3 separate regions of the Mus musculus genome follow, and all the other regions are linked to region 1. Evidence: chromatin contacts called from public Hi-C and HiChIP or PLAC-seq data. All regions are on one chromosome and are shown on one strand. Each heading gives the region's core, a stretch centred on a gene start, on an enhancer-like site or on the middle of the called end of the contact. The rest is flanking DNA. Distances are from core to core; before and after follow the strand shown. Region 1 overlaps Sh3rf1 (SH3 domain containing ring finger 1). Region 2 overlaps 5730405A17Rik (a long non-coding RNA gene). Region 3 overlaps Sh3rf1 (SH3 domain containing ring finger 1).

Region 1 (3,312 bases), core at 562-3,061:
AAGCACACCAATACCACAAAATAAAGAATCTATGTTTATCTGTAAGAGCTAAAAACAGATGCTGCCACAGTTTGGCTCTGTACTGATGTAGAAAGAAAAAAAAAGACAACATCATTTGCTTAAGTCATTCCACAATGATCTTCATAAAGCACTACACACAGTGACATACCAAACAAGCATAGACAACACTTTTAATTCACTTGCCAGCAAAAACTCTTGATCCAGTTGAAACTGAAGGGCTAAGGGTCTTTTTTTTTTTCAGTTTGTCACACTGTAACATGCCATTTGCAGAATTAACACGGACAAGTCAGGTTTCCAAGCTTAGTTTGTTAATTTGATATATTCTCAAAGAGCAAACTATGTATCAGCAACTGAGGCTAGAATGAAGAATGCCTGCCCATAGTTGGAACATTTGGTCCTTTGCTGGTACCCCCATTTTGGAAAGTTGTGGGACCTTTAGGAGTGGCACTGGAAGAAGTGATTTTAAAACAGGCCCTTCTTCCTGTCTATTGTCTACTTCCTGTTCCTAAGATATGAGGAAGGGGAGAGGCACAGCTGCACACTCCTTTCCCCTGCAAACTGCCTGTAGTCTTCCCCTCCATGGGGGACTGTAGCTCTCAAACTGAAAGCCAAAACAAGCATTTCCTTCTAAATAGGCGTTTATGGCCATGATAAGAAGAAGAACACCTTATCCAGCCATGTTCCAGGTCCTGCTGATACAGACAGGAACAAACCAAGCCACAGTCCTGACCCTCACAGAGGGCCAAGGTGGGTAATATAAGTGCCACAGAGAAAATTAAAAAGAGTATGTCATAAATCTGAGATCTTGCTTTTTTTGGAATTGGCCATCTGAAATGGTCTTTTTGTTAAGTGACAGCTGAGAAAAGACCAAGCAGATATAATAAAGAAACAAGCAAGCCATGAGAGTTGGAATAAAGGTGGCTCATTCACCCAGTGGATCAAAGAGCCTCACGGCTTCACGAACACCTGTGTGGCTTAAAAATACTATAGAAGCTGAAGAGATAAGGCTTGGCTGCATTGCTCAAGTCTGGTGGACCACTATACCACGTAGTTTTGTGATAAAGAGTGACGTGTCACACTAACAGGCAGAATTTGAGCGTCTCTTAGGTAAACATGGTAGCACACGCCTGTCGTTCCAGCCCTCGGGCAGGGGGAATTGGGGGGGGGGGGAAGCTGAGACAAGGAAGATCAGTGGAGGCCAGGACTTCAAGCCAACTTAGATGACAAGTAAGATTCTGTCCCCCAAAAAAATAAAATAAAAGGCACAACAGAGCAAGATGAACGAGGAGACTGTTCCTCACAGTGTAATCCGGGGTTCACTACACACTTTCACTCCTTGGCTGTTATGAGAGGCAGGGAAGGCTCCTTTTAAATTTGCATTGTCTAAGAAATAGCAGTGGCAACATTTGTACACTTCCTAATACAATTCCACTCCATGGCTTTATTAAATCAACAACCAAAAACTATTGTTTCAAATAATCTCAGTCAAGCAGCCTCAAAACTCACGCGCATGACAAGATGACCATCTGCCTCCTTCCATAACGACATGAAAGTCATGTCGCCATGAACAGTTCTTTTGTTCTTGACGAGGCCATTTGAGAAACAGAGCATATTGTCTTTATTATCAGTTCACGGTTCACAAGGCCTCTGAGGCTGCCTTTGTCCTTCAGGAGCTTTTAAGGGACAGGTACATTTAAGGCTCATTTTAGGGACTGTGAGAAACAGACTGTGCTGGGGACCTCAGCAGCCTCTCTTTAGGAAAGGGACAGCTATCAGCAGTGCAGGGTGACCTCACCCATAAGGAATGCACTGGGACTTGGAACAAAGGTGGCTTCCTTCTTAAGGAAACCCAATCTGTCTCAGAAAGCAGCTTCATTATTTGTGAATGACTTAGGGTAGGACGGTTACCCCAAACAGTTCTGTTCTCTAGCTTCCACTTATTAATGAGAGTTTGTGGTATCATTCCTTGCTCAAATATTAAAAAAAAAAAAGGCTTGAGAAATTATTAATCAAAGCTATGCATTGTTCCGGTCACCTTTGATCTCAGCGGTCTGTGCCGAGGAGGTGTGTACTTAGCATCTGGAGACTGTCAGGAGTGGACTGTAGGCCAACCAGAGTGAGGGCTCTGGGGTGCTGTCCAGACACCCGAGCATCAGGTGAGATGTGACAGGCGAAGCAATTAAATTCCTGTTACAAATCACACTTAAGGGGACTGCAATGTGCACATCTCAGACCCTGTTGGGCCACCAGCTTATGAAAGTGTCAAAGCTTCTTTCGTCAAGCAGTGACAGCAATACAAAACAAGCACTCAGCGAAGAGTGCATTCGTTCACCGCGAACCCAGGCGCCATGGGCAGACACGGCATTGGTAAAGAGTACTTCTTCCATCTTCAAGTCAGAAAAGCATTTTGTAACATAATCCCTCCAAGATAGAGTTGAGAATTCAGTTTCTATGATCAGATAGACAATATTCCATAGAATTAGCTCTTAAAATATTCTCATTGTCTTAGTTAGGGTTTCCATTGTTGAAGAGACATCATGACCATGGCAACTCTTATAAAGGAAACATTTAATTGGAGCTGGCTTATAGCTCTGAGGTTTAATCCATTATCATCATGGCAGGAAACATGGCAGTATCCAGGCCAGCGTGGCACTGGGTACAGAGCTAAGAGTTCTACATCTTGATCCATAGGCAATAGGACACTAGCAGGAGACTGCAAAGCCCACCCCACCCCCACAGTGACGCACTTCCTCTCACAAAGCCACACCTACTCCAATAAGGCTACCCAACCTAATAGAGACCCTATGGATCAAGTACTCAAACACACAAGTCCAAGGGGGCCAAACCTATCAAACCACCACACCTATCAACTTCATAGTTGCTGGGTTTATTTTAAAACTACTGATATACAGTTGCTATGTACTTCTTTTTTAAATTTTTTATTTACTTATTATGATTAGCATGCATGAGTAGAGGTTGCCACACATGCAACATGGAGCACATATGGAAAGCAGAGAACAACTCTGAGGAGTTGGCTCTTTCCTTCAGCCGTGCAAGTCCCATCTTGCTGGCCCAGTTGCTATCTACTACCTGGGCTGAGTGTGTAATCTACTATATTGTTGCCAACAATATTTGGAAACCTTTTAATTGGCAAATAACATTCAACTGACTATAATAATAGATTCAGCCATCAAATTGTCTATCAGTTTTGCCTCCATTTATCTTTGAGACACCTATACTCTATTCTTTGTCTAAGGATCCCAACATGTCTGGTAATAGTACCAAGAAATG
Region 2 (3,312 bases), core at 490-2,989, 160 kb before region 1:
AATGCTTATATTCTGGTAAGCCATTTCCAACTATTTGTGAAATGAAAAAGTGTTTCTGGGCAAGCAGGATGGCTCAGCCCTCATGACTCAGTTTCATCCTTGGGGCTCACATAGTGGAAGAAGAGACTCACATCCTGCTAGCTTCTCTCTCTCTCTCTCTCTCCTTCCATCTCTCTCATTTTCTCTCTCATACACACACACACACACACACACACACACACACACACACACACACACACACAACTACACTCAGATGAATACATATACACACATACTATAAATAAATGTCACAAAAATACTTCAAGCATTTCTCCTGTGTCTTCACAGCAGTCCTTACCTTTGTTAGCTAAACAGTGACACCAGAAAACTTAGTCAATATATTTGAAATAGAGTAATACACACGTGAATTTATCTCAGGCAAACTAAAAAAAACAAAAACAAAAACCAGAAACAAAAACAAAAACAAAAAATCCAAAAAACAAACAAACAAACAAACAAACAAACAAACCCAACCCTTTAAGTTCTTAAGAATCTGGATGTAGCTGGGCTTGGTGGCATAGTCCTTTAATCTCAGCCCTCAGGAGGCAGAGACAGTCAGAGCTCTGTGACTTTGAGGCTGGCTTGGAACTGGGCCCAAACTGATCTCTGTATTTATTGTGGGAAGAAGCTGAGAGTTCTAGGCAAGCCAGGAACACACAGTAAGACATTGTCTCAAAAAAAAAAAAATTAAACCATCCACCACCACCTTCCTTCTGTGCAGGGAACTTAAGGGGAAGAGCTTGGAGTGTCCCATTTCTAAACAAGGACATTCATTTATGGGTGAGTCCACTGCACATCAAGCTACCAATGAGAGTGTGGAGCACCTGCAGAGTGGGATGAGGCTAGGAAGACAGACAGAGATGGTGACATAAGAAGAAATGGAGAAAGTAATGTATACTAAATATTTTAAGAAGAAAAGAAACTGCATTGTCTGGAATATGGGTGTGGTGGTTTGAATATGCTTGACCCAGGGAGTGGCACTATTAGGAAGTGTGCCCTTGTTGGACTAGGTGTGGTTTGTTGGAGGAAGTGTGTCACTTTGGGGGTGGGCTTTGAGGCCCTTCTCCTAGATGCCTAGAAGCCAATTCTCTCCTGAGTATGGTTGGAACATGATGCTGAACTCTCAGCTCCTTCTCTAGTACCATGTCTGCCTGGATGCTGCCATGCCTCCTGCTTTGATGATAATGGACTGAACCTCTGACACCGTAAGCCAGCCCCAGTTGAATTTTGTCCTAGTATAAGAGCTGCCTTGGTCATGAAAACCCTAAGACAATGGGGTAGGTTACAACTAAAGGCTACTGGTCTGATTCTAAAGCTATACATCTGCTCTCTTTAGTTCTAAGTCACTGGGTGCACTCAGCTGGCAGGAAGAGACCACGACAGTCTCGCTCCTCCCAAGATCCCCCCATTCTCAAGGCTTCATTGACTTAGGCTTTATTAGAGGGCCCGGATGATACTATGCCAATCCCACAATGTGTCTTGGGCAAGGAAATCACAGGAAAGAATCATTTCGGCTTAAAGGGTAGAAACTCAATCCCGACTTTGATTTCTGTAAACCATGACCACATCACAGGAATCCACAATTGCTACCCGGGTAGAGTGAGCCAGTGGTATGGCTATCTATGGAGACTGCCCTCTTGCTGTGGTGGCTGAGCAGGATAAGAGGAGGCAGCCAGCTGGACAAACCTCTGTAGACACAGCAGAGCTCTCTCCCTGCAGGCAAGGAGTGAAAGACTCCGCCCTTCTTTTCTCAGGCTTGTGTCCTTGCACGTTGCTATTTTTCATGGGCTTGGCTGCTTGAACACCCTGGGGGCCAATTTAATAAATGAGGCACTTTCAAGCACTAGGTTCCTAAATTCCTTTCTTTATCCATCTCTCTTTGCTGCACAGAGAGGGTTTCAACAGCCGAGGTGGTCTTTTGTGATACAGAGCCTCCAAAGCCTGTATGCTTTTGCATAAAAAGACCCACAAGCCTTGGTGGTACTATTATTGCATATCTAAACCATAAAGGGGGGTTTTTACTCACAGTCCCTGCCACCGTACCAATTCCAAATGAGAAATTAGAGTCATTTTATTTGCCCTTTAGTGTGTGTGTGTGTGTGTGTGTGTGTGTGTGTGCTGGGGACTGAATGGAGGGCCTGGTGCATGCTAAATCTGTGCTGTACCACAGAGCTTAGAGAGAGCCAGAGTCAATCCTTAACTGGAGACTTTTTTTTCTAAATAAAACCTTGGTAAGGAAGGGAAAATAAAGAGGAATTACAAATTAAACCATGGGGGATGGTTGAATTAGCTTGTATTAAAGAGTGAGCCAGTGGCAAGATCAGCCTTTACAGCCATGGGGAATTTGTTGAATGTGCATTTGTGATATAATTTATAAGGAAATTGGTTTTACTCAAAAGGACGTTTTTGCTTTATGTGTTGTAGCACCCTCAAGTGAGAGAAAAAGGGGGGAGGGGGAGGGGGAGAGGGAGAGAGAGAGAGAGAGAGAGAGAGAGAGAGAGAGAGAGAGAGAGAGAGGTAATTCCATTAAGCTTTCAATTTCTGCTGGCAAAAGGAATGAACTAGATAGGATCAGGAGATAAGGTGCTGGCAGCTGGCCTTCACTCCCCTGACCTTGCTCCAGGGGTTGGGAATAAGAATCCAAGTCTTTGTGCCAGAGATGTCACACCGTGTTTAATTAGAGGGCTGAAGTGCCATTGTTCCCCTCTGTAAGCCCCGTCTCAATTTGCTGAGAAAGTGTCCGTTCTGTTCACAGTGGGCAGATCATGTGATCATCAGCCCAGCAGCCTGGAGAGGCCCATTCTCATTCTGGGGCTCTAGTGGACCAAAGATCATAGTGAATGTGAAACTCGGGACATACCAGAGGAGAGACAACCTGACATTTGCAGAACTGTACATCTGTCTTTGTTTGGATGTCCACAGTCCATTTAGACAGAGCGAAGGGCTTCAGGATTAGATCTCGCCATTTCTTCCCCCACCCCAAGTTTTTAAAATTACAACTTATTTATTAATGTATAAGTGAGGGAATGTGCCATTGCACATGCGTGGAGGTCAGAGGACAATTACAGGAGTCTGTTCTCTCCTTCTGCCACTGTCAGGGCCTTGGATGACACAGGTCACCAGGCTTGGTGGCAGGGCCTCTACCTGGCTGAGCTATCGTGCCAGCCCTCCCCAGTTCTCTTCCTAAACAGGGTTCCTAGGTTTGTTTGCAGAGCACACGAGGAGGAAGAAAATCTCCAAAATTAAATTATCTCTGGGCTGAATCGACAGCTC
Region 3 (3,312 bases), core at 580-3,079, 130 kb before region 1:
TCATTAGGCAGCTCAATAGCTCGTCTCCTGTGGGTGTTCCGTTCCTAGGTGAAATGATGTTTTTAGGATCATTTCAGATCTGATGATTTACAACTATCACAGGGTGGTGGTGGGGCGTGCCTTTAATCCCAGCACTTGGGAAGCAGAGACAGGCAGATTTCTGAGTTCAAGGCTAGCCTGATCTACAGAGCAAGTTCTAGCACAGATAAGGCTACTTAGAGAAACACTGTCTCAAAAACAAAAACAAAAAACCAACCAACCAACCAAACAATAAATAGTATCAAGTTTTTTTTGTTTTGTATTGTTTTTTAAAAAGAAGTATCTGGATCAAAAACCTATCAGAGTTATTTTTATATGTGCAATGTTTTCTAGTTGGATATGGTGATACACTCCTATAATCCCATCTCCTTGGGAGGCCGACACAAGAGGATCCTAAGGAGGTGACCAGCCTGTTTAAATTTAGCCTCAGAAAAAGAACCAACTGGCTTCTTCTTCTTCTTCTTCGGGAAAACACCAAATGGCGGATGACGCTGGTGCAGCGGGAGGGCCCGGAGGACCCGGGGGCCCAGGATTAGGAGGCCGTGGCGGCTTCCGCGGACGATTCGGCAGCGGTCTTAGGGGCCGTGGTCGTGGCCGAGGCCGTGGCCGTGGTTGAGGCCGCGGGGCTCGTGGAGGTAAAGCTGAAGACAAGGAGTGGATCCCTGTCACCAAGCTGGGCCGCCTGGTTAAGGACATGAAGATCAAGTCCTTGGAGGAGATCTACCTGTTCTCCCTGCCCATTAAGGAGTCTGAGATCATTGATTTCTTCCTGGGTGCGTCCCTAAAGGATGAGGTTCTGAAAATCATGCCAGTGCAGAAGCAGACTCGGGCTGGCCAGCGGACCAGGTTCAAGGCTTTCGTCGCTATTGGGGACTACAATGGTCACGTTGGTCTTGGTGTTAAGTGCTCCAAGGAGGTTGCCACTGCTATCTGAGGGGCTATCATCTTGGCCAAGCTTTCCATCGTCCCTGTGCGGAGAGGCTACTGGGGGAACAAGATTGGCAAGCCCCACACTGTTCCATGCAAGGTGACAGGCCGCTGTGGCTCTGTGCTGGTGCGTCTCATCCCTGCCCCCAGAGGCACTGGCATTGTCTTTGCTCCTGTGCCCAAGAAGCTCCTGATGATGGCCGGTATAGATGACTGCTACACTTCAGCCAGAGGCTGCACTGCCACCCTGGGCAACTTTGCTAAGGCCACCTTTGATGCCATCTCCAAGACTTACAGCTACCTGACCCCCGACCTCTGGAAAGAGACTGTCTTCACCAAGTCTCCTTATCAGGAATTCACGGATCATCTTGTGAAAACCCACACCAGAGTCTCTGTTCAGAGGACCCAGGCTCCAGCTGTGGCTACCACATAAGGGTTTTTATATGAGAAAAATAAAAGAATTAAGTCTGCTGAAAAAAAAAAAAAAGAACCAACCGACTTATGGAAAAATGGCTGAGTTAGTAAAGTGCTGGCCATTCAGGCATGAGGACCTGAGTGCCACCCTTAGAACTTACGGTAAACCTTGAGCACGGTAGCCTGGGAAGGCGAAGGCAGTTGATCCCCAAAGCTTCAGGGCCAACCTAGCAAGGTCCATGCCGATCAATGATCGTATCTCAAACACTAGGTGGAAGCTCTTGAGCATTGGTTTTCAACCTTCCTAACGCTGCAACCCTTTCATACAGTTCCTCATGTTGTGGTGACTCCCAACCGTAAAATTATTTCATTGCTACGTCATAACTGTGACTTTGTTGCTGCTATGATTCATTATGTAAATATCTGATATGCAAGCCATGCAAAAGGCTTTTTGACCCCCAAGAGGGCCAACACCCACAGGTTAAGAACAACTGATCTTGACGAACAGCACTGGAGACTGACGCCTGGCCTCTATCCATATATAAACTTGAATGTACACACATACACACACACACACACACACACACACACACACACACACACACACACATACTCACATGCATTCCCTCACTCATGCATGGTACATGCCAAGGCATATGAAACAAAAACAAGCTTAGAATTCAATAAGAACATTTTTCTGACATGTGAGAAGTGCTGGGCCTAATCCCTCATTCATTCATTCACTCATTCATTCCATTTAAGCTACATGGAGACATTAGTAAGAGTCTTCTTGGGCCCACAGATCCAATTTATATACTAGTTTTCTACTATGCAGGAGTCATTGTCCTTAGGTAGGAATCTCAAAAATATTAAGTCGTGTCCTTAAAAATAATCCCTCATACTTGGAGCAAATATTTCTGAGTACTCAAGATGAAGCAGGCAATGTGCTTAGCTCCGGAACGTGATGTGTCTAGGACAGTTTGTATCTAACAGCAGCAACAAGCATGGCTGTATAACAGGTCCTCTGCCCAAGAACCAAGCAGGGGGAGGCATGAGGCTGGGGTGCTGTGGGGGGCATGAGGCTGGGGTGCTGTGGGGGGCATGCTGGGGTAGGAAAGGAAGCTTCCTGAAATTCTAGAGATGATTAAACACCACCTGTTTCGAGAGTCTTGTTAAACGCTATCAGGGGGATTTCCATATTTAGTCTTCACAGCAAGCCGATGAGGTAGGAATTAATTATTCCTGTTGCCTGAAGCTCTGAAAGCCTGCCTAAAATCACCATGCAAGCAAGGGGGGGGGGTGGTGGTGGAAAGGAGACTCTATTCCACAGAATGATAAGAGCAGACGCAGCTCCCCCTCTGTCTGTCTGTCTGTCTGTCTATCTGTCTGCCTTTTTTCTCTGTCTCCCTCTCCTTTCCCCCACCTCCACCACCCCCACACACACCCCGCCTTTCTTTCCCACATCTCCTAGCTGAACTCTGCACAGACAGACATCCTGATGACCAGGTCTGGATCCCAGCTATCAGCAAGAGCAGACACTGTGAATGCGGCCGTTTATAGATTCCCCAAGAACGTTTCCCAACAAAACACACAGGCAGATGAGCTTGTTTTTGACAGTAAAAGAAAGCTAAAAGGAAGAAAAACAACAAAAAAACAACAAAACCATCTGAGCAAAGAAATAAGCAGGAAAGAAGCCAGGGAAGAGGCCAGAGCAGGTAAAAGAGACAGGCTCTTCTATGTGAGGATCGTAAGAAAGGCCTCTAAACATAAGTCTGCATCAAGAAGCCTCAGGTCTCCCTCTGTAAGGGAGACACTCACTAGGAACTACAGGCTTGAGGGAGCTGGGGCACTAAATGGTGTCTGTGTGCTCACTCCTAGAAAAGTGTCCAGACACTGGAGATATAGCTCAGTTGGTGAGGGGTCTTGCTGTGA

The links. A called contact is a pair of places that touch in the nucleus more often than the background predicts. HiChIP or PLAC-seq counts read pairs in DNA pulled down with a chosen protein or histone mark.
Region 2: a contact with region 1 is called in a Hi-C map of Sertoli cells, with 2.0 times the contacts expected there. The contact joins two enhancer-like sites. A contact is called at or near these places in 2 of 484 Hi-C or Micro-C datasets (Sertoli cells and nephron progenitors) and 2 of 115 datasets of contacts at active chromatin or transcription factors (embryonic stem cells and pancreatic cancer cells).
Region 3: a contact with region 1 is called in an HNF4G HiChIP or PLAC-seq map of pancreatic cancer cells. The contact joins two enhancer-like sites. A contact is called at or near these places in 1 of 39 promoter capture datasets (hippocampal neurons), 4 of 484 Hi-C or Micro-C datasets (adipose-derived mesenchymal stem cells, cardiomyocytes, muscle stem cells and 1 more), 4 of 115 datasets of contacts at active chromatin or transcription factors (embryonic stem cells, pancreatic cancer cells and stem cell-derived neural progenitor cells) and 1 of 9 other capture datasets (embryonic stem cells).

The regions. Positions count from the first base shown.
Region 1 is chr8:61,246,315-61,249,626 of GRCm38.p6, reverse strand. The region is part of intron 2 of Sh3rf1 (SH3 domain containing ring finger 1); the gene reads right to left. Among named protein-coding and RNA genes, the nearest start is that of Sh3rf1, 24 kb to the right of the region's middle. Within about 2 kb of position 1,811, at least 98 of the 459 cell types and tissues checked have an H3K27ac peak or open chromatin away from gene starts, as enhancers often do. A contact at or near this core is called in Sertoli cells and pancreatic cancer cells, where this site is marked.
Region 2 is chr8:61,402,893-61,406,204 of GRCm38.p6, reverse strand. All of the region lies in intron 3 of 5730405A17Rik (a long non-coding RNA gene), which reads left to right. It also overlaps a transcript of Sh3rf1 not described here. Among named protein-coding and RNA genes, the nearest start is that of 5730405A17Rik, 24 kb to the left of the region's middle. Within about 2 kb of position 1,739, at least 51 of the 459 cell types and tissues checked have an H3K27ac peak or open chromatin away from gene starts, as enhancers often do. A contact at or near this core is called in Sertoli cells, where this site is marked.
Region 3 is chr8:61,378,593-61,381,904 of GRCm38.p6, reverse strand. The region is part of intron 10 of Sh3rf1 (SH3 domain containing ring finger 1); the gene reads right to left. It also overlaps the pseudogene Gm7432. Among named protein-coding and RNA genes, the nearest start is that of 5730405A17Rik, 48 kb to the left of the region's middle. Within about 2 kb of position 1,829, at least 30 of the 459 cell types and tissues checked have an H3K27ac peak or open chromatin away from gene starts, as enhancers often do. A contact at or near this core is called in pancreatic cancer cells, where this site is marked.